Regions from separate parts of the Mus musculus genome. Here all the other regions are linked to region 2. Evidence: chromatin contacts called from public HiCAR-type, HiChIP or PLAC-seq and Micro-C data. All regions are on one chromosome and are shown on one strand. The core of a region is the stretch at or near the end of the contact, and the rest is flanking DNA. Distances in the headings are between cores, read along the strand shown.

The links. A called contact is a pair of places that touch in the nucleus more often than the background predicts. HiCAR-type assays count read pairs that join an accessible place to other places. HiChIP or PLAC-seq counts read pairs in DNA pulled down with a chosen protein or histone mark.
Region 1: an H3K27ac HiChIP or PLAC-seq map of differentiating embryonic stem cells shows a contact between it and region 2, with 10 times the contacts expected there. The contact joins the enhancer-like site here to the promoter of Pbx3 in region 2. A contact is called at or near these places in 11 of 39 promoter capture datasets (the 3T3-L1 cell line, cranial neural crest, embryonic stem cells and 7 more), 5 of 484 Hi-C or Micro-C datasets (the AML12 cell line, the N1E-115 cell line, cerebellum and 2 more), 16 of 115 datasets of contacts at active chromatin or transcription factors (astrocytes, craniofacial prominence, differentiating embryonic stem cells and 11 more) and 2 of 9 other capture datasets (embryonic stem cells and pancreatic islet).
Region 3: an H3K4me3 HiChIP or PLAC-seq map of bone marrow-derived macrophages shows a contact between it and region 2, with 2.9 times the contacts expected there. The contact joins the enhancer-like site here to the promoter of Pbx3 in region 2. A contact is called at or near these places in 1 of 39 promoter capture datasets (hippocampal neurons) and 9 of 115 datasets of contacts at active chromatin or transcription factors (the NIH/3T3 cell line, bone marrow-derived macrophages, embryonic basal ganglia and 6 more).
Region 4: a HiCAR-type map of astrocytes shows a contact between it and region 2, with 4 times the contacts expected there. The contact joins the promoter of 9430024E24Rik here to the promoter of Pbx3 in region 2. A contact is called at or near these places in 4 of 39 promoter capture datasets (frontonasal cranial neural crest, hippocampal neurons, maxillary cranial neural crest and 1 more), 5 of 115 datasets of contacts at active chromatin or transcription factors (the SCID.adh cell line, astrocytes, embryonic forebrain and 2 more) and 1 of 9 other capture datasets (embryonic tail).
Region 5: a contact with region 2 is called in an H3K4me3 HiChIP or PLAC-seq map of embryonic forebrain, with 12 times the contacts expected there. The contact joins the enhancer-like site here to the promoter of Pbx3 in region 2. A contact is called at or near these places in 1 of 39 promoter capture datasets (the 3T3-L1 cell line) and 13 of 115 datasets of contacts at active chromatin or transcription factors (the NIH/3T3 cell line, embryonic basal ganglia, embryonic forebrain and 9 more).
Region 6: a Micro-C map of embryonic stem cells shows a contact between it and region 2, with 4 times the contacts expected there. The contact joins the promoter of Phf19 here to the promoter of Pbx3 in region 2. A contact is called at or near these places in 1 of 484 Hi-C or Micro-C datasets (embryonic stem cells), 1 of 115 datasets of contacts at active chromatin or transcription factors (pancreatic cancer cells) and 1 of 9 other capture datasets (liver).

The regions. Positions count from the first base shown.
Region 1 is chr2:33,820,562-33,823,886 of GRCm38.p6, forward strand. All of the region lies in intron 6 of Mvb12b (multivesicular body subunit 12B), which reads right to left. Among named protein-coding and RNA genes, the nearest start is that of Nron, 16 kb to the left of the region's middle. Within about 2 kb of position 1,275, at least 28 of the 459 cell types and tissues checked have an H3K27ac peak or open chromatin away from gene starts, as enhancers often do. A contact at or near this core is called in cerebellum and differentiating embryonic stem cells, where this site is marked.
Region 2 is chr2:34,369,961-34,373,370 of GRCm38.p6, forward strand. It overlaps Pbx3 (pre B cell leukemia homeobox 3), which reads right to left and starts at 2,085. Exons shown (of 9, transcript NM_016768.2): 1 at 1,761-2,085; 2 at 864-937. The coding sequence starts at 1,960.
Region 3 is chr2:33,846,133-33,849,244 of GRCm38.p6, forward strand. All of the region lies in intron 2 of Mvb12b (multivesicular body subunit 12B), which reads right to left. Among named protein-coding and RNA genes, the nearest start is that of Mvb12b, 40 kb to the right of the region's middle. Within about 2 kb of position 1,254, at least 76 of the 459 cell types and tissues checked have an H3K27ac peak or open chromatin away from gene starts, as enhancers often do. A contact at or near this core is called in the NIH/3T3 cell line and bone marrow-derived macrophages, where this site is marked.
Region 4 is chr2:33,717,452-33,720,477 of GRCm38.p6, forward strand. It overlaps 9430024E24Rik (a long non-coding RNA gene), which reads right to left and starts at 1,499. Exons shown (of 2, transcript XR_374262.3): 1 at 1,184-1,499.
Region 5 is chr2:33,784,356-33,787,441 of GRCm38.p6, forward strand. The region is part of intron 7 of Mvb12b (multivesicular body subunit 12B); the gene reads right to left. Among named protein-coding and RNA genes, the nearest start is that of Gm33856, 3.7 kb to the right of the region's middle. Within about 2 kb of position 1,461, at least 41 of the 459 cell types and tissues checked have an H3K27ac peak or open chromatin away from gene starts, as enhancers often do. A contact at or near this core is called in embryonic forebrain and forebrain, where this site is marked.
Region 6 is chr2:34,912,346-34,915,341 of GRCm38.p6, forward strand. It overlaps Phf19 (PHD finger protein 19), which reads right to left and starts at 1,631. Exons shown (of 15, transcript NM_028716.4): 1 at 1,596-1,631.

The sequences.
Region 1 (3,325 bases), core at 25-2,524, 550 kb before region 2:
CACACACACCTGCACGCACCCACCCTCTGGGCCAGGTCTCCTGATTTGGCCCTATACTGTAGGCCACGTGACCTTAGAGAGGTCCTATTTGTACCACTGCCTCCTACTTCCTGGTTCCCATGGTGCTGTGGCTATGGAGTTCTATCTACAGGATTAATCCTATCCTCTGGCACATCCACTCTCCCTAGTGACTGTGTCATCTGTGGGTTTGGTAAGCACAACTCTGACTCTTATCAGGCTTCTGATTCTACTGCTCAGCAAGCTGGGGTCAGCAGCCCACCAAGCAACACAGGCACATCCATTCAAGCACTCGGGGCTCCTGGCACTCTCAGCCATGGATTCCCGAGGCTTTACAAACCTGAGTTCAGGCAGCTGCAGAAGCTCTCCATTCCAGCAGAGTCACACATGGAGTCCCCATGTATGAGAGGGCATGGGGTGCTCTGTTGTCACACGGAGTCCCCATATGTGAGAGGGCATGGGGGTACTCTGTTGTCACATGTGAGTCCCCATGTGTGAGGGCATGGGGTGCTCTGTTGGAAGACCATTCCATTATTGGTACACGTGCTCTGAGGTGGCAGCCCTGAGCAGAACAGACCCCCTCTTTCAAGGTTGGCCCAGTTGGCTGAGGCCAGCCCAGAGATGGGTAGGGAGATAAATTATGCCCTCAGCCCTTAGGCACCCCATCCTACTGGATACTGTGTGCAACACTAGTGGGTCGGGGATGGATGCTCACTGCCTGGAGGGAGACACAGGTTCCAGGTCCAGGACAAACCAGAGACCTAAGCAGAGTGGGTGAAACTAGGGCTCACTGGACAGAGGGTGAGTTCTGTCAAGACACTTATGTGGCTTCTGACACAAACTCCACTGAACTCAATATCTAATTTGCCGACATCACCAATGAGCATCCTGCCTACCCAGAGATCTCTGTGCAGGAAGGCAAGGGGGAGGGCTCTAGATCAACTTTTACCATGAATACCTTTGCAGCAGTGGAGAGGCCCAGGTGGGAACTGCCTGCTCCTGGGAAAGATGACAAAGGTGACGGCCTGTCACCTGTGAAAAGGTCAGCCAATGCCCCTTTTGTCTAAAGTAAAGTTAGAAATGACAGCTCTCCAGAAAGCTGCTGGGAATGCCTAAATCCAAGCGTTGGCAGAGAACATGTCCTTTGCTTTTGAAACTGACTCCCAGGCTCCTGCCTGCCACCACCTCATCTCCCTCTTGCCTGTGGCTCCCACCCAGCGTGCCTCCTGCCTCCTCCTAGCTGGCCAGTAGAGGGCACCCCATCACCACGCTCCTGGCAGTTACGCTTTGGTGCTTAGATCAGGTGTCCCCACACAAAGACCAGGAAAGTGTTCTGATGTTTGCGGTTTAACGCTCCATGGGAAATTTACGAAATTGCTATATATGCGATGATGTCACCTACATAAAAGTACACAGGGGAAAGAGCTTGAAGGAAATGTAACAAAAGGTTATAAGACTTTCCTCACTGGAAATGGGCTTTGTTTGCCCATTATTTTCTATATTCTGCCAATTTCCCTCAAGCACTCACTGCTCTGTGATAGGGATGGGGAGTCATCTGGAGGGGAAGAACATGGGGTCCTCACTGCTGAAAAGCATGTGTTTTACACTTCACATGTGCGGGGACAGTGAAACCGAGGACTGCTCAGCCAGTGTGAGAGGGGCTCCCCAAGTGACCTGAGCAAGGCAGCCCAGTGGTGGGAGGGGCGGGGGAGGGGTGGGCAAGGCTCAGAATAAGACAGGAATAGGGTGTGTGTGTGTGTGTGTGTGTGTGTGTGTGTGGGTGCTGGGTACCCATCTGACTTAACTCTGGGGCCTGGAGCTGGGAGACAGGTCACCGAGTGGGGGAGGGCATGGTAGTGGGGTGCAGCCTATGGGGGAGAGCAGGGACTTCATGTCACCTTAAAGCCGGCACTCCTTACAGAGTCTCTTACAGCATCTTATAGCATCTTGAAGAAAAAAAGTAAAAAAATCCACACTCAACCCTTCCTTACTTTAATAGAAAATTCAAGTAACTACTGATTCTTTTCTTAAAAAAAAAAACAAAGAATCTGAATAGGAAAAGGATAAAATTCAAGCCAACCCACAAAAGATAAAAACACGAAACCCAGATGACTTAAGAGGCTCCCACAGCATGTGCCGGGCCTGTAAATCAACACCCACCACAGAGGAGCTGGAGACACAGCACCATTTGCATACAGGGGGATCCTCCTGAAAGCCAAAGCCGGCTGACTTAACTCAGCCAAATTAGAATACATTTTATATTGACTATTTTGACATTTGTTTTATTTGGCAAGTAAACAGAACTGATCCAATTTCCTTGCAGCCATTGTAAACCATAAACTGCACCCAGGTCATAAAATACGTAAGTATTATGAGCACTCTGTTGGATTGTGCCACCTTCCAACCCCACCAGCTCCCAGAGTCCTGCTGTGACAGTAGGTGACCTGGCTCTCCTGTGACAGGCAAGCTCAGGACAAGTACCCTCCCTGTCTCCTCCAGGATAGTAAGAGCCCTGTACTTTTAAGGTTTCTGTCAACTCAACATAAGCTAGGGTCAAAAGGAAAGGAAAGAGCCTCAGCTGAGAAAATGCCTCCATCAGATTGGCAAGTGCGGGACGGCCCAGGTCTGTGGGATGGTGCCACCCCTGGGCAGGTGGTCCCGAGTGCTCCAAGGAAGCGGGCTGAGCAAGCCATGGAAAAAGAACACTCCTTCATGGTCCCTGCTTCAGTTTCTGCTCTGTCGTCTTTCAATAATAGACTGTGACTGGGATGTATAAGCCAAATAAACTGTCTTCTCCGGGTTGCTTTTGGTCCATGTTTTTCCACAGCAATTGAAAACAAATTAGAATGGCTTTATTCCATGTGACAGGAATTAGCACCTGCCTGAGGTGATGCCCATTTCTGGGCTCTCCTAGACCACATGTCTTGGGGGAGCTGGCTCTATTTATTCAAGGCAGTTGAGCCCTAAAGGCTCAGTAGTCTCTGCAGCTGACCATGGGCACCAGAGCCTGAGCTGACCCCGCCCAGCACAGATGAGGACCTGAAATGATGCTGGCAGAAGTTATGGTGACCCCCTGACCAATGGCCCAGGACAGAGCCATGATAGCATCACCAGTCAGTGAGGAAGGAAGATGTGCCCACCCCGCGTCATGCCAGCCCCACACTCCTGAGCAGAGACAGACTCAACTGGTCACCTTTAAACACTGCTCCTGGTGCGGGAGGCCTGCACAGAGTCCAAAAGACAGAGTCTTTTGGTCTGGGGTCACCACAGTAGCCTCTCCCCAGAGTGGATGCTCAGCCTGGAGGGA
Region 2 (3,410 bases), core at 835-3,334:
GATAACTAAACACAAACTAAAACATGTAAAACATATGTATATATATGCACTTTAGCTTTACCCTTAAGTCAAGAGTAAAAATACCTTAAATAGAAAAAGTCTGACAAGAAAGTTAAACTATAAGGAACTGTCAAAAATTTTCCCTACTCTGTATCAGCAATTTTCATTCTAGCACTTCTGCAAACCTATCCTACTCCTGCCCTGAACTTCAGAATGTTTGTTTCATCAGGATCTGTGGACATCTTTCTTTATACATTGAAGCTCAGTTTTACAAGTGTAGCAGTTGTAAGACGGAGGCTATAATAGAAGTACTAATAGGCATGATACATTGTATATGCCTAAGCACATGATTTTCCTTCCTGGATTCCTAAAAATCTTCCCACCTAAAGCACCAAGTCCAGGGTATTACTGAGGTGTGTTCGGTTGTGACTTCTACCAGTAGAACCGAAGCTTAAAACTGTCTAAGTAAAACAAAGTTCTAGTGACGCCTCTCCAGGGGAACCGGTCCCTGGCATCCAGTCTCCCACCGCTCCTTTTAAAAAATGCTACACAGGCAAAAAGAGATAGGAGAGGGCAACTAGCTAGAGCCCCCTCCCCGACTGAAACCAGGGACTACCTCCTAGGGAACTGCGACCCAGCTCCATTCTCATATACACTTCATTTAGTACCAAAGCAGAATTGAGAAATAGACTCCAGATTTATTGCAGGTTTGTTTTTTTTTTCTCAAGATCAGGAGGTGGGAAGCAAAGAATGATCAAAGATGGCGGTGCCCAAAAGCAGCAGCTCTCAACTGGAGAGTCGAAGGAGTAGATCTGACCCCACCTCGGGGGTCTCCAGGCCCACTGTGAGCAGCAGAGTCTTACCTGTTTTCTCTTTGATCTCACACAAGACGCTGAAGAGCGCCGGTTTCATTCTGTGACAGTTCAGAGCATGTTTCCTAAAAAACAAATAGCAAAACACAAAGGTATTAGCATCACCTATTGGAATAATATGGCGCCTTCCTTTAAGTTAGACCCAAGATTTAAAACCGGCCCCCAGTTTGGAAAAGCTCCTTTGAACCACGGGAAGTCAACAAAAACTCAAGTTTACTAGTTCGCAACTGGCGGCAAGCTCTAGCGGCTGAGAGCTCCAGCCCGATAGCAGCGTGACCCATCTGCTGGCTCGACAGAAGCCTCGGCGTACACAGGAGTGACCCGTGCATGAGGCTCCGCTCCGGGGGCCGCGGCGGGACCCAAGGGACCAGACCGGAGCGGAGGGAACCCCAACGCCCAAGCTCCACAAGAGGAGCGGGCGCAGCGGCCAGCGGGCGGCTAATAATCAGCGGGTGACAGCTCCGCAAAGTTTGCCAAGCGGCCCTCCCTCTAGAGAACTTGGCGCTCCCGCACAGGGTTGTGCGGGGAAGCAGCCGGTCACCCCGGACTGGGCCGAGGGGAGTGGGTGCCCGGAGTCTGGGCAGGCGGAGAAAGTTGCACTTCCCTGCGGTGCGGCCACGGACCCGGCTGGGACGCGGAGCGCGCTGGGGTCCGAGCGGGAGGTTTAAATCTGGGGAGGGGGGCGGGCAGCAGGGCACGGACGAAGCAATGATCGAGTTTGTCCCGAGCCCGGCGAGCAACTTTGCCCGCGCGATGGGGGACACAGCAAGTGCCCGGCGGGCGGAGAAAGTTCCCGCCCGCAACTGAGGCCCGGGTCCCGGGAGCCAGCCGGGACCCGAGCCCGGCTCCCGTACACACACAAAAGATGCTTAATGAGACGACACCAACTTTGCTTGCGCCTCGTCCAAGCTCTGGTCGGTGATGGTCATGATCTGGTGGAGGATGTCGCCGATGTCCTGCTTCCTGCCGTCGCCGTCCGCCCCTTCGTGGCCGTGAGGGGGAGGCGGCAGAGCCATACCCCCCTGGACCGAGTGGCCGGCCAGGTTCACCCCGGCCAGAGTCTGCAGCATCCTGGATTGATCGTCCATCCCGCCGCGCGCGGGCGGGAGCGGGCGGCGGCGGCGGAGGCGAAGGCTGAGGCGGCGGCGGCGGCAGCGGCGGCGGCGGCGAGGGAGGAGAAGAAAGAGGGGGAGGGGGAGGGGGAGGCGGCCGCGCGCTCCCCGCCCGCGCGGGAGGGGGCGGCCTGGCCCGGCGCGGCCCGCGACTGAGGGGACGCGGACCGGCGTCCGGCTCCGGCTTCCGCCGCGGAGGAGACTGAGGACAGCGGCGGGCGGAAGCGGCGCGCTCGCCGGCGGAGGCGGAGGCGGTGGTGCCCGCTGCCCTCACGCGGCCGCCGCGCTGCCTCCTCAGCGCCCCTCGCCGCGCCGGGCGGCCCCGCACAACTTGGTCCTCAGCGCCAGCCGAGTTGCCGGGACGCCGCGGCCGCCGCCGCCCGCGCCAGCCAGAACGGTCCCCTCCCTCAGCCGCCTGCCGCCGCCGCCGCCGCCTCAACCGGGCGGGATCGGAGCACCGGCGGCCCCGAGGGAGGGAGCGGCGGCGGCGGCGGCGGGCTGCGGAGGAGGAGGAGAAGGAGGCCGACGGGCGGGCCGCGGGGAGCGAGAGGGGCGGAGGAGGAAAGTTTGGGAGCGGGCGGGCCGGCGCGGCGGGGACACGGAGCCCGGTGGAGGGCCCCGGCGGGCCGCACGCCGGGCGGACAGCAGATTGATGAGGCGGGAGAACTCGCCGCCGCCACCTCCGGTGCCGCGCACCCAGTCAGCAGCCGCTGTGGACCGGGCTCGAAGGCCGCTCGGCTGAGGGATTGACAGGCTGCCAGTGCCACTCACTCACTGCGGCCCCGGCGCCCGCGGGGGGAGGGGCAGGGAGAGCTGAAGGGCGGGGGAGCGCCCCGGATGCCCCGCCTCCGGAGGCGGAGCCTTCTCTCATTGGGCTTTGCGCCTCCCGCCGCCGCCACTGGCCCCGCCCCTAGAACGCAGCCCGTCCCCTCTGGCCTCTGCTGTGGGGTGCCTGAGAGCCAGCCCGGGAGCCTTATGGGCTACTCGCGCCGGCACTCCACAGATGGTCGGTCAGTCCAGCCAGCAAAGTGTTGTCCCCGGATCCTGCTCCTTCCCTATTATTAGCAGTTGGGGACTTAGAGGTGTTATATAGGACCGAATAAAGTGTACCCGTAGCCGACAGCGTGGTCCCCCATTGCATGAGATGAGCTTCACGCCTCGGACAGTGCCTGGGATACTTTCCCGCTCTTCATATCAAGAGGTGGTACCCTCTGGGCACAAGGCCTCAAGCACAGGGCCAATCGCATTGCGCTCAGCGCCGAACGAGGCGGGACAGAGCCAAGAAAGGGTTGTCCCAATTGGAGCGTTCGAAAGTCCTGGGCTGAGACCGGGAAAAGGGTCTAAAAGCCCTGCCCGTCCCACGGTCGCTATGGTAACCCGAACTCAGCACAAGGAGTTAGCGCTGGCAGTAGGGCCTTGCGCTGTC
Region 3 (3,112 bases), core at 4-2,503, 520 kb before region 2:
TCTGGATCATCAGAAGCCAGGTAAAAGCCACAGAGATGTGGAACCCAGCCTGTTGCTCCAGCTCAGTGCATGGGAGGTGAGCTGGGGGAATCCCACAGCAAGCTGACTAGGCACAGGCCAAAATTGTGAGCCCCAGATTCTGTGAGAAACCCTGCTTCAATACATAAGGGGGAGAGCGATCAAAGAGGGCAGCAGAGCACATATGTATACACACTCATCCACACAGCACTCACACACAGAAACATGCAAACACACACACACACAAATTCATGCAAATAAATATATAACGACAGAGCATTTTAAACCGTTCCTTTGCTTTGCTAGTGTATGTCACTTTTTTTTTTTTTTGGTCAATGAACACTTACAGCTTTTATGGAAAAACAACAATTGTAAGCTTTACTTGATGAGGTGAGAAATTGAAAATCTGCTAGACTGCAACTTGAGAAAATCCTGTGAATGAACTGGGGCCCAGCTAAACATGTAGGATGCAGAGGGCCAGCTGAGGAGGAAGAGCAGTCTCCAGGGGACCTGCTCACACCTGCGGTTTCAGGAAGGCCCACCCACAACTCAAAGGTGAGTTTGGCAGACAGGGCAGTTGGAGGTGGAGGGGGGCAGGAAATTCTGCAGACATTCCAGGGGCAACTTCTGGCTGATGCTCTGAAGTTCAAAGGCTGCACAATGGCAGCTTGGCTCAGGCAGGCCTGCAGAAGCCTCACATCCTCTGTCAGACAAGGCTGAGCCGGCCTGAAGGCTGGGAGCTGAGGCGAGGCCCAGGTGAGATCAAGGGCAGGCTGTGCCCCTGGCTTGCATCATGGACTCCCGGCTGCTTTTGTGTCCATTCATAACTTTGATTTCTGCATGGAGAACTTAGGTCAGCCACAGGCCTTCTGCTGAAATGTCTAACATCTCTCAGAAATGAATGCCTGGCTCTGTCCTGAAGACTGGAGTTTCTGCCAGCCTCAGGGTGGGTTTCTCTCCCACAAGGCCCAGGACCCTCAGCCCTCCCATCCTTTGTGCCCTGGCTGCCTGCTCCCCTTGTTCTCTCCTCAGACATGTCTTCTCTACCCTGGCTCCTGCCAGCCCCTAACAGCTCCATGACAGAATGATCTTGTTGTCTGGGCTGCGGCGGAAGGACCCCCATCACACAGACCCTGTGAACTCAGCAGGCAGAACCAGGATTTCTGGAGTGAGTTGTAGCTGAGCTCAGGTCCTGACTCTGCTGCTCACAGACATTTCCCAGAGTCATACTGACTCATTCCACCCCATCAAAACGCGGAAATATGAATGAGTAGGCCCCATGGGATTATTGGTTAGGACCAAATAAAACACAGAAGATCACTTATCTACTACGAGATTCCCTGTCAGACCTGTTACAATACTGAAACAGACAGATAGGCAACATTGCAAGGGCATGGGCCCTGCTGGCCCTGAAACCTGGTATGATCACTGGAAATGGCAGGGTAGTTCCTCATGGTATCACCACAGGACTCAGCAGTTCCTCCTCTGAGTATATTCTCAAGAGAACTGAACACATGCACACACAACATGCTCATGAGGTAAGTCGCTGAACAGTGGAAACAACACAAATGTCCACTGTCAAACGGACATCGCGGAGTTACAGTGGAGTATCACTGGACCACGAGAAGGCAATGAAGCCCCAATATAACACGCCATAGAAGCACTATGCTAGGAAAAACAAGACAGTCACAAACCACACACTGTGGTTTGCTCTCCTACAATGTCCCAGAAGAGACAATCCTTAGAGATACAAAGGAAGGAAGTGGTCGCTGTCAGAGGGAGGGGAGCCAGGAACAAAGATCTATGATTAAATATTGGTAATTGTTGGGCAGCTCTGTGTATATTCTAAAATGGACTGAACAGTAATAAACCATAGAATATGAACTGTCAATAAAGCACTTAGCAGGAGACCTGGCACAGGGCACACACTCATCACCTCTGGCCCTCAATTCAAGGGTTCTATTTTATCCAGTGGATGCTTTCCCAAGCATCTAGCCCAAAGACTTAGTAATAATACGCACTCAGACATTTGCCAAATGGCAGAATTTTAAAACTGGAACATGGACAATGGCAAGATTGGTGTTTGGTATGGCAGAGGCCACCAGAGGCAGCTTTCCCCATGCAGAGCTTACGTGTCAGCTACAGTAGCCTCTCGGGCTGGGCAGAAGAGAAAGAAGCAGAGCCACAATCCCAGCAGAAACCCTGGAGGTGCAGCAGTGATCATGGCCCCGAGGAGGCCCTTCCTGGCAGGGAACTCAGGGACTAGGACTCAGGAGAGGAGAGGCTGCCAGAGAGAAAGGGCCTGGCCAGAAGTGTCTAGCTTTTACCACACCCAGGTGGCCAGGGCAGAGCTGGGCCCCAGGCCTCCACAGAGCTGTGGGAAATGGTCTGGTGGCCTAGAGAGGTCCTCACAGCTTATGAGCATGCAAAGGAGAACCAAAGGTGCTCTTGGTTCTGGAGCACCTGGGGACCCTAAGGGTGGAGGCAAAGACTACGCAATCAACAGCATAAAGACACTACTGTGGCCACCACAGAACAGGAACAACAAAATCAAGCAAAACTTGAAAACTTTCAGCAGAAAATAGATCTTTGCTTCAGCAGAAGGAATGATTAAAGAAGTAGACATGTGTACAAGGGTTCTGATTTATTTTATTCCTCTAAAATAAATTGGTGTTCTCGTGGGTGACAGATGACCACCTCAGGTGTCATCCCTCAGGCGCTTCCCCAGTTTTACTTTTGAAACAGGGTCTCTCGTTGTCCTGGAACTATCCAAGTAGGCCAGGCTGGATGAACAGTGAGCCTCGGGGATGTCCCTGTCTCTGTTTCCCTAATGCTAGGCTTAAATGGGCATAACCACCACACCCAGCTTTTTAAAACTTATTATCATTTTTTTTAAGATTTATTTATTTATTTTAATGGATATGAGTGATTTGTCTTCACAGACACCAGAAGAGGGCATCAGATCCCATTACAGATGGTTGTGAGCCACCATTTGGTTGCTGGGAATTTAATTCACGACCTCTGGAAGAGAAGTTAGTGATCTTAAAAACTGAGCCATCTCTCCAGCCCCTTTCAAAAAAATTTTAATAAGGTA
Region 4 (3,026 bases), core at 249-2,748, 650 kb before region 2:
ACAAGACAGCCACTTATCTAATCTATCTACCGAGTAACAAAGCTACTTCCGGCCTGTAAAACCCAGCGGACTCATCGGCGTTACCTGCGCTGTTTCGAGATTAATGAAAAACACGCCAGTTCCACATTCTGCAAAAGAAAGGTTTCGGGTGGCAGTGGTGGAGCAGAGATGGAATTCAAGGGATTTCTTTCTTTCTTTCCTTTTTTTTTTTTTTTTTTTTTTTTTTTAAATGTGAGTGATTTTGAAAAGCGAGGGTTTTGAAATGTTTACTTTGTGGTGGTTTGAAATTTTTACATCTTTCAACAAAGAGGCCAGAGAAGTGAAAACACGTGAAAAGAGTTTCTGAAAAGCACGATTCAGCAGAAGTTGGGTGAAGCCGCCGAGGGTCCTTTATCTGGGGCAATCTGTGCGCGTCACGGGGTAGGGGAGGCCCAGAGCTCAGCCCCACTGGCCCACCCGAGCCTGCTGGAGGCCCTGGGCTCCCGCTTCAAAGCGCAGTTGGAGAAGCGTCTTGGGAGGGAATCGGACACCTCGCTCTGGGGACCTTTATGCCCAAGCACTGTCGCCTGATGTGGTCATCTCGTTAGTCATGGGAAGCCCAGGGAATTTCTGTTTGTGCCTCTTTCCACACTTATTAAGCAAGAAGTGGGAGGCCGACATGAGAAACCAAAAGATGTTTGTGGTCCCCTGGGCTGCATCTCTTGGGACCACAGCTTATCCATCACTGCAGAGGCATTGCGGAGAAATGGAAAGAGTCAACCGTGCCCAGAGGGGGAGAAAGTGAGCACTCAGGGGCTCCCTGTCTGCTGTATCTTGGCTGGGCTCCCGTGGAAGGGCGTGGGCTCCGAGTCTGAGAAGGGAATGCCTTTGGGGGAGCCAAGCCGCAGCTTAGGAAGATCGGCATGTCACCAGGTTCGGTTGTCTCATTATGTAGCTCAGACCTTTCCCCCCACTTTCCCTAGCAAGGGACCAGCAAGAAGCTGTCATACAGAACTCAGGCACCTGTACAGACCTGTCTCTGTTGTGGGAGAAGACCAAGATGGAACTACCCTCCTCCTCTCCTCTTCTCATCTCCCCCCCCAGCCCCCCAATGCTAGGGTTGGAATCTAGTATTTCATACTTCCTAAGCAAGTGCAGAACTCTAGGTTCTAAGCAGTTCCTTTAGTCCACCAAGTCCCAGTACCTCCGCATCATGTCAGAACCCGCTCTCGCTGGCTGTCCTGTGTCCTGTTCTCTTCCTCTCGGGGCTGCAACACTCCCAGAGGCCCAGGTGGAATTCTGAATTGCGAGATCATCAGACTGGCCCCTCGTGCCCCAATCCCACATGTAATCAAACTTCTGGGCAGATTTTTTGAGGGAAGCAACAAGTTTGAGCCAAGACCCCATGATTGAAATTCTCCAATAAATCCCTCCCAGCTGAGCCCTGAGGGTCTGTAGCTAGCTTCAGCAAGGAGGGATGGTGTGAAGGGTTTCTTTTTTCTTTCTTTTTTTTTTTTTTTGCAAACTTCAAACAGGACCTGGGGTTGTGGGGGAGGAGGAGGGCTATGCTGAGAGAGGAGGCCACAGACCAAGGGCTCAGAGTTAATTAAAGAGCCTGCATGCTTACACCTATAAACTCAGCCTTCTCTGTACATTAAAGCCCTCTGCTTTCTTTCTTGTAGGGCCACCTCTCGTGGTGAGTCTGGAAGTAGAACTAGACTCAAGCCATACTGTTTGATTTTTGTTTTTGTTTTTTTTTTTTTTTTTGCAGCCCCTGGAAGGTTCTAGCCAGAGCACTTTGCCCTTCTACCAGGAGCTAAGACTGTGTTCAATTGCTTTATTAAACATTGAGAATCTACAATTTCCCAAAGTAGGCCTGGGCACATCCCTCGGGGTGTGTGGGCCACCACCTCGCCCATTTGTCAGGCAAGGAAAGTGAGGTTCAGAGAGGCAAAGTGACCAACTGAAGAGCATATTGTGATCAGGAAGAAGTCAGGACTAGACCGCATAATCTTCTGTCAATGGCTAGGGCAGGGACCAACAAGGGACATGCTGCCCTCACCCCAGCCCTGCCCCCTTGCACTGCCGGTGACATTCAATCAGGTGCTGGTGATGCCTGGGCCAGCAGGCCGGGCAGGGCCTCCTCAGCCTCCCAACGACAAATGGTTCTCGTTTGAAAGGGAGGTTATAAAAACACGTGCCCAGAGACACTGTCAGGGAAGGGGGATTAATCTCACTCCAGTCAAAGACCATATTCCAAATATTTTTCTGGGGGTGGGAGGGAGTGGGGGCAGGGATCAGCCCTATCTGGGAAGGCAGTCAGGTTCCTGGGGTGCCCCACAGGCTGGGCTCCAGGAGGCAAGTGATGATGCAGAACAGTCAGGCCAGGGTTCCATGTATGGACCCGGCGAGGCTGGGTCCAATCAAGACCACTGCTTGGAGGCATGGTGCCTCCAGGCTAGCTTTGCAGGCGCTCGCCAGGCTGGCTTGGATATTCACACTGTGTCCGGGGTCTTGGCTGTGTTTCAGAGCCCTGTGAGTTGCTGAAGGAAAGGATTAGAAGCCTGGGACATTTTTATTTTCTGGATGGTGTCAAAGGCTGAGTGTTTTCTCCTGGCCTCTGGAGCAGAGAGGACCCCAAAGACCAGCCAGGGGGGTGGTCTTGCCTCTATGCCTTTTACCTGGACAGGAGTCAAGTCACCCAGAAGCGCTAGCTTTTCGGCTCTCAGACTTGGGGATCCAGGTCCTTATGTGACTCTGGGATTCCAGGCATAGTCTCTTAGGGGTACAGGCCTGAGGTTTCCAACGGTCCTATTTATTGAGGGCATAAAGGTCTAAAGTGGTGTGCTATTTGTTTATCCATACCCTGGAAATAAAAAACCTTGGAAGGACTTTTACTGAGCCCATTTTCCAACAGGGTAAATTGAGACTTGGGGATGTACAGGTAGAAACCAAAAAGCAGAGACATGTCTGCTTAACCTTCTAAACATCTTTTCAAAGCAAGGACAGTTAACTACTCATTTCACTGATGCAGAAGCTGAGGATCA
Region 5 (3,086 bases), core at 211-2,710, 590 kb before region 2:
GGGGAGGGGGTGTCATCCTGCCTCCCGAGAGGATGCAGGAACCACTGGATGTAAAAACTGCCACAGCTAGGGGCTGCTCTCTCAGCTTGGGTCCCAGAATAAGATGGTACATGAAGCAGGGTCCCAGCCAACTTACAGCCACCAAGGTGTCACTGAGTGAGACATGGAGTGGAGTATGGCAAGCCACATGAGCTGGGGGACTGTTTGTTACTGCAGCGCACCACAGCAAAGACTGACAGGTACACCCATTTTAATCTTCTGAATAATGGCACCCATTGTGTGCTACATGGATGAAATAAAAGATTTAAAAGTCTACAGTAGCTACTTTCAAATCACATTCCCATAGCACACACCTTTGAAAAACACTGCAACAATCTGACACACACACACACACACACACACACACACACACAGAAGCATGTGTGTTGGCTATTTTTTTAAGTGTTTGTATCAGCTGTAAGAAAGATACCAGACTCAGAATTGCTAAATGTGTAGGCAAAGCACTTCTAAGAATCAAGAGGAGACATTGAAAAATCAAAGTCAAGAGTCCAGTTCACTGAACAGGTGGCTTCATTATGAAATCACCCAACCATTAATTCCTGTTACAGCAAAATCCAGTGGACTGCCTAAATATAAAAGGTGCTTATTGACTCCACCTCTAAGTTAGCACAATGGGTCCCATTCAGGGATCTAGAACTTTCCGTATGGATGCATCAAGCTCTAATCATTAATGGTCCACTTATTTGGCTCAGGTAAATGGCATTTGCATATGCAAATTATGTCTAAATATTCTGTACTATTAATGTTATCACTAATTACATAATAATAGTTACCAATTTCCACACAGATCAAACTTACAGTTTTGTAGCTATTAGGGAAATTGTGCTTTGTAATTAAGATAATCCTCATTTCCAGATGCTAATTAACTATATAATAATTAGTCTCATTCAGTAATGCAAATGAAGGATTTTCATCTTTATTGATAAAGGAGTTACTTCTTATCGGTTAAGGAGCGGTCTCCCAAGAAATCTTGCAGAGAAATGCTTTTCCCTCTAAAGGTTAAAGGTGAACCCTTTTTTTATCAGCCTCATTTGTGAATGCAAATTAATCACATCGAAGATAAATGCGCCGGTCTTCTACTATCAGGACAGAACGTATAGCTTACTGGGTTTCCCGCTACATATATAGATAAACACAAGTGCTGCCTGGCCACGACTGTGGCTCTGTCGTCCTCCTTTTGTTCCCGTTCAGGCGACAGGAAAGACCTAGAAACAGCAGTGACTTATGTTCTGGCCACAGTGGGAACAGGGGAGTGGAGAATTTTGTGAGTAAATACACAGGCAAAAAAGAATCACGTTTGCTTGGATTATTAAGTTTTCTGTGCTGCAACAGAACACAGACTGGCACCTCCCATCGTGACTAATGAGAGCTGCCTGGGCGAGAACAGAAGGGCTGACAGCCAGCGAGGCCTCGTTGGCAGGCCCCAGCCAGGGCCTCGCCGCATTCATCATCCGCTAAACCAATCCACCAATTCCGCACCACCATTTGTCATTAATTATGCTAATCAGCACACCATTACTCTCTGATGACACTGTAGCCGTTATTAGCTAGTTATGGCTTTTCAGAAGTACAACCGATTGTGTATGCACGGGCTGTGCCTGAATTAGCCTACAGGGAAGAAATGTCCAATTACAAAAAGAAGAAATTTGCTATTATCTTTTTTTAACAAACCAATTTAGTAATTAGAAAAGTCTCTGAACTCACACATTCTTTTCCTCCCCTTTTGCTTAAAAAAATAATTGAAACAAAAACTGTACTTTTCAATAATTCTCTGAAAGACGGGGTAACACAGAGACGTTTGAAATGGGGCTTGGGAACCACTGTGCATACGCTCTGGTGCTGCCCGGCCTCGCGAGGCATCTTTAGAGGTGGAGCTGGGATCACCATGCCTGTGCTTTGGTGACACCAGCTCACAGGGTGTCCTCCCATTATACCTTTGAATTAGCAGGACTACTTTATTATGCATATTTCAGCCACATTGAACTCCTGAAAGATGGCAACACAGCCATGTGACCCTTTACAGCATGCTCACAGTGGAGTGAGGCTGTTCCTCAGGAGGCCAGGCTGTGCAGCCTCACCTGGCAGATGCTCCCACAACAAGGGTGGCGACAACTTTCTTTAACCCTCATTCTCCCTGTGACACTGGGGTCCTTGCAAATGACCTTGGAGATGAAAGGTTTGGCCAAGTTAGCCCCTGCATGTCTTGCACGTGATTTGGGGGAGCAAAGGGACTGTCCCTGTGTGTCACCGTGGACAGCAGTCACAGCAAGAACAGGGAAGACCTTTTTCCAAACACCAGGCCTTGGCAAGAGGCTTGCCAAGTGGGGTCACCAAGTGTCAGCGGGGCTAAGCTCTGGGCACTTGTCCAAAGCAGGTATCAATCCCCAGTCTCCAAACTCGGGCCGGAGTCTTTCCCACTAGTTTGAGAAGCTTCATCTGGATTAAGAGCTCATTAATATCATCAGAGTAAATGGCCTATTAAAACATCTTTAAGCAGTATCTGAACATAAATCTCCCTAAACTATATTTAATGACTGTACTTAAGATACATTATATGCAAGTCTTAATGAGACATTAGATAGCATTTTGAAGATTAAAATTAGAGAATCCATATAAAGTCTGTCCACTTAATGTAGCCGTAAGCTATCCCGATGAACACATTACTACCAAATTATACTGCATTAGAACAAATATTTTTAATCATGTCTGATTTATTCATTCCCCCTTTTGCATAACTTTCGTTTAAAAAACCCATTTGTAGTTTACGAAAAAGTGTATGTGAAAGATCCCAAGTTTTTGGAAGTACTGTGGAAGGAAGATGGAGACAGAATCTCGGTATTGTCAAATGCAACCACTCGGGTTTTGAATTATTTCCACGTGTGGCTTTCTGGGTTGAAGTCACAGATATTTTACTTTAAATTTCCTTCAGATCAGAGTGAAAACAGAAGTCAGACAATCATGCTCTGAAGGCTGGAATCAGCAAAACAGACAGGGTTCTGAGCGTGCGTGCCGCACAGGTGACAGGT
Region 6 (2,996 bases), core at 381-2,880, 540 kb after region 2:
ACAGCAGCTAAGCCATTCCCATTGCACCTAACACATCTGGCTCTCCCCCATCTCATTGAAGTGCTGCCTTTCGCTTCCCTGCCACAGTGGCTCCTGGTGCAGTGGCCTGAGAATCTCCAAATCTCCACCCTAGAATGGTTGGAGCATCCTGCCCAATTCCCCAGCGTATTCTGCTTCCAACTCTGTCTCAGTTTTCTTCATCAATTATTTCATTCATCTTTTCCAAGCCTATTTTCCTGAGCCTGTCGCTTGCTACTACTGGCTGGCACCTGGTACGGGGAGTCTCAGGACACCCAGCTTCCCTCCAGGAATCTTCCAGAAGGTTTGTGGCTTCCCAAACCTTCAGGAGTGGCCAGCATTATTGCTTTCTCCCCTCCGGGGGGCTCACCTGGCATCACATTCCTCCACATACATACACTCTAAGGTCAAACACAGCTTGCCGTGTGTGGGGATGGTGGGGGCGCTCCTGCTCAGGGTCTCTCCCTCTGCCTAGGTGTTGGGCACCTGGTGCCCTGCCAGCCCACAAGAAGACAGCTCTGGGTGTGTTTCCATGTGAGTGCCTCTTCAGAGAAGGTTAGTCTGGCAATGTGCTAGTCCTATACGTAAAACTAAATACACGTGGACATATGAGGGGCCTGGGGCGGCAGGGCATAGTCAGGGTCTTGGGTCTCCCGATGATGGGAGTAAAGCTCCTCTTGCCTTCTCTCCCTCCTGTCTTTTATTCCAGGGCAGAGGCACAAGCACCAGGTGTGGGCTGTAGTCAGAACTTTTGCCCTCTTCCCTGGCACTTGGCTCTTTGGGAGCTGGGAGGTCCCTGCTTGCTTGGGCCTGGAGTACCGCAGGGCCGGCCGGCCTCAGCAGGTTCACAAACTGACATTTCCTCCCCCACTGAGCTTTTGGGGGCAAGCCGGGTCGCTGCGCCCCCGAGGCCGTGCTGGGCCCCCGGGTGGTGGCCCCCCCATCCCGCCTCCATCCTCCTGGAGAGGGCCCCCGAGGGCTGTGATTGGCTGATTCAAACCCATCGGCACAGAAATGCTTGTTTGCGGGTTCCCGTCGGAGTCCAGTTCAAATCCGCGGCACTGGGCGCGCGGGGCCGGGCGGGGGCAGGAAGCGCGCATGATTCATGCGCCGAGGCCTCTCCAGGGCGGCCGTTGGCTTTTTAAAAGGGTGTTCAGGGGGGAGGATAGCTTGCAGAAAGTGTCCCCTTCAGCTTCAGGCACTCCTTTCCTCAGTTGCTCTAATTGCAAACTTTCTCCCGCTCCCAGCCGATCGTGCCTTACTTTGGACGTGAGCAAAATCCCAAATGTCCTGCCTATCCTCCTCTCCATAGCTTTAAATGGAAAAGAAAAGGCACACGGCCACAAACGGAGACCTGTCACCCACACCCTGGCCAGCGTTGGGATTGTGGCTGGGACTCCCGCTGCCCTGAGGGTACCGCTCGGGCTCCATCTCTATCCCCATCCCACAAGCGCGCAGCCTCCAGCCCCCGCCCGGGGATCCTAGGGCTCAATCTAGGTTTCTAGGAGAGGGGTCGTGTGCAGGGATTAAAGCGTGAAACGCGGACACTCCCGGGGCGCCCGCAGCGCGGGACTTACCGCGAGGCAGCGCGTCAGCCGGTCCCACTTGGAGTCTGGCCACCAGGCACATCGGCGGCGGCGGTGCGCTCGGCCCAGGGCTGCCTGGCCGAGTGTCCGCCCCTGGGGCCGGGGTAGGGGTCTCGGCGGGGGCGGGGCGGGGCGGGGGCGCCGCGGGGAGGAGGGGACGCGGGGAGGGAGGGGCCGGTGAGCTCAGGAAGGGGCCCCCCGGGCGCGGGGCGCCATCTTTTTCGCGTTTTCCCGCGAATTATTGACGTCCCCGCTTATGTAATTAGCAGGGGCCGCACCGGCTTTGCCATTGGAGCCCGCGGCTGGCGGGGCCCCGCAGCGTCTCCCGGGGCCGCCCCCGCGCAGCGAGTCCAGCGGGCACACGCGGAAACACAGCTGTACAGAACCACGGCTGGGCGAGCGTACGCACACCACACGCACACAGCTACTACACCCAGACCCTTCACGACCCGGGTTGGTCTCCCAGCACCTTGATCTTACAGAACCAACATTCCACACTACTCCTTGGAGACCAGGAAAAGCCTAAGAGAATCAGACACAGGACACACACCACATATATATGTGTGCCATAAGTCACAACACTCAAATGACACTGCCCTCAGCATAGACTCCCGCGAAACCACGTGCAAGGCATACACAAGTCAGCAACATAGAGCCCCGACACAGTGACCACAAGACCCACTCGAGTATGCCAGTCACGCACTGTAGAGTTAACAGTGTAAAAGAGATAGTCACACAGACCATGTGCACAAACACGGCAAATATGAAAAGGGCAAGCTTAAGACAGATCTTGTGGATAGGGCTCCAATCAGATAAGATCTCCCTCCAGGAGAAAAAAACCAGAGTGTCCTGAACCAGACGCACTCTTGGCGCCAGAGCTTGAGATAGTGTCGGTCAACACCCCCTACCTGCATCCCTGCTTTCAATCTGGACTGCCCACTGCACCTGCTCGAATGGCTCCCTGCAGACACACCCTGCTGGGATGAGTGCATTCCTGGTGTGCTCTTTCCTCCTAGAGCCTTCCCTGTTCATTTTTCAGGGTTCACATTGGCCCTCTGCTCCCTGGGGTGTGGGCAGTCTGGCCTGCAGCTCCTGTCTGCCCCCTCAGTTTGAGATACAGGAGTCCTCTTCCACATGCCCACATTCCCCTTTACTTCTGGGTCTTACTGCTCCTCCTGAGGATTTGACCCACAGCAGAATCTGGCTGAGCCTGGAAAGGAAGTTGGTAGCAGCCCCACCAGACAGGCTCTTCCAGCCCAGGAAGGCATAGCTGCACACCACTTTCTGCAGAGATAACCCTTCTCTGTACAGGAAGCTCTGTCATGAGCCTCTAGGCTGGCCAGAGGCACCTTTAGGATTCCAGGGACAGAGACAACAGAGCAAGCCTGGCTT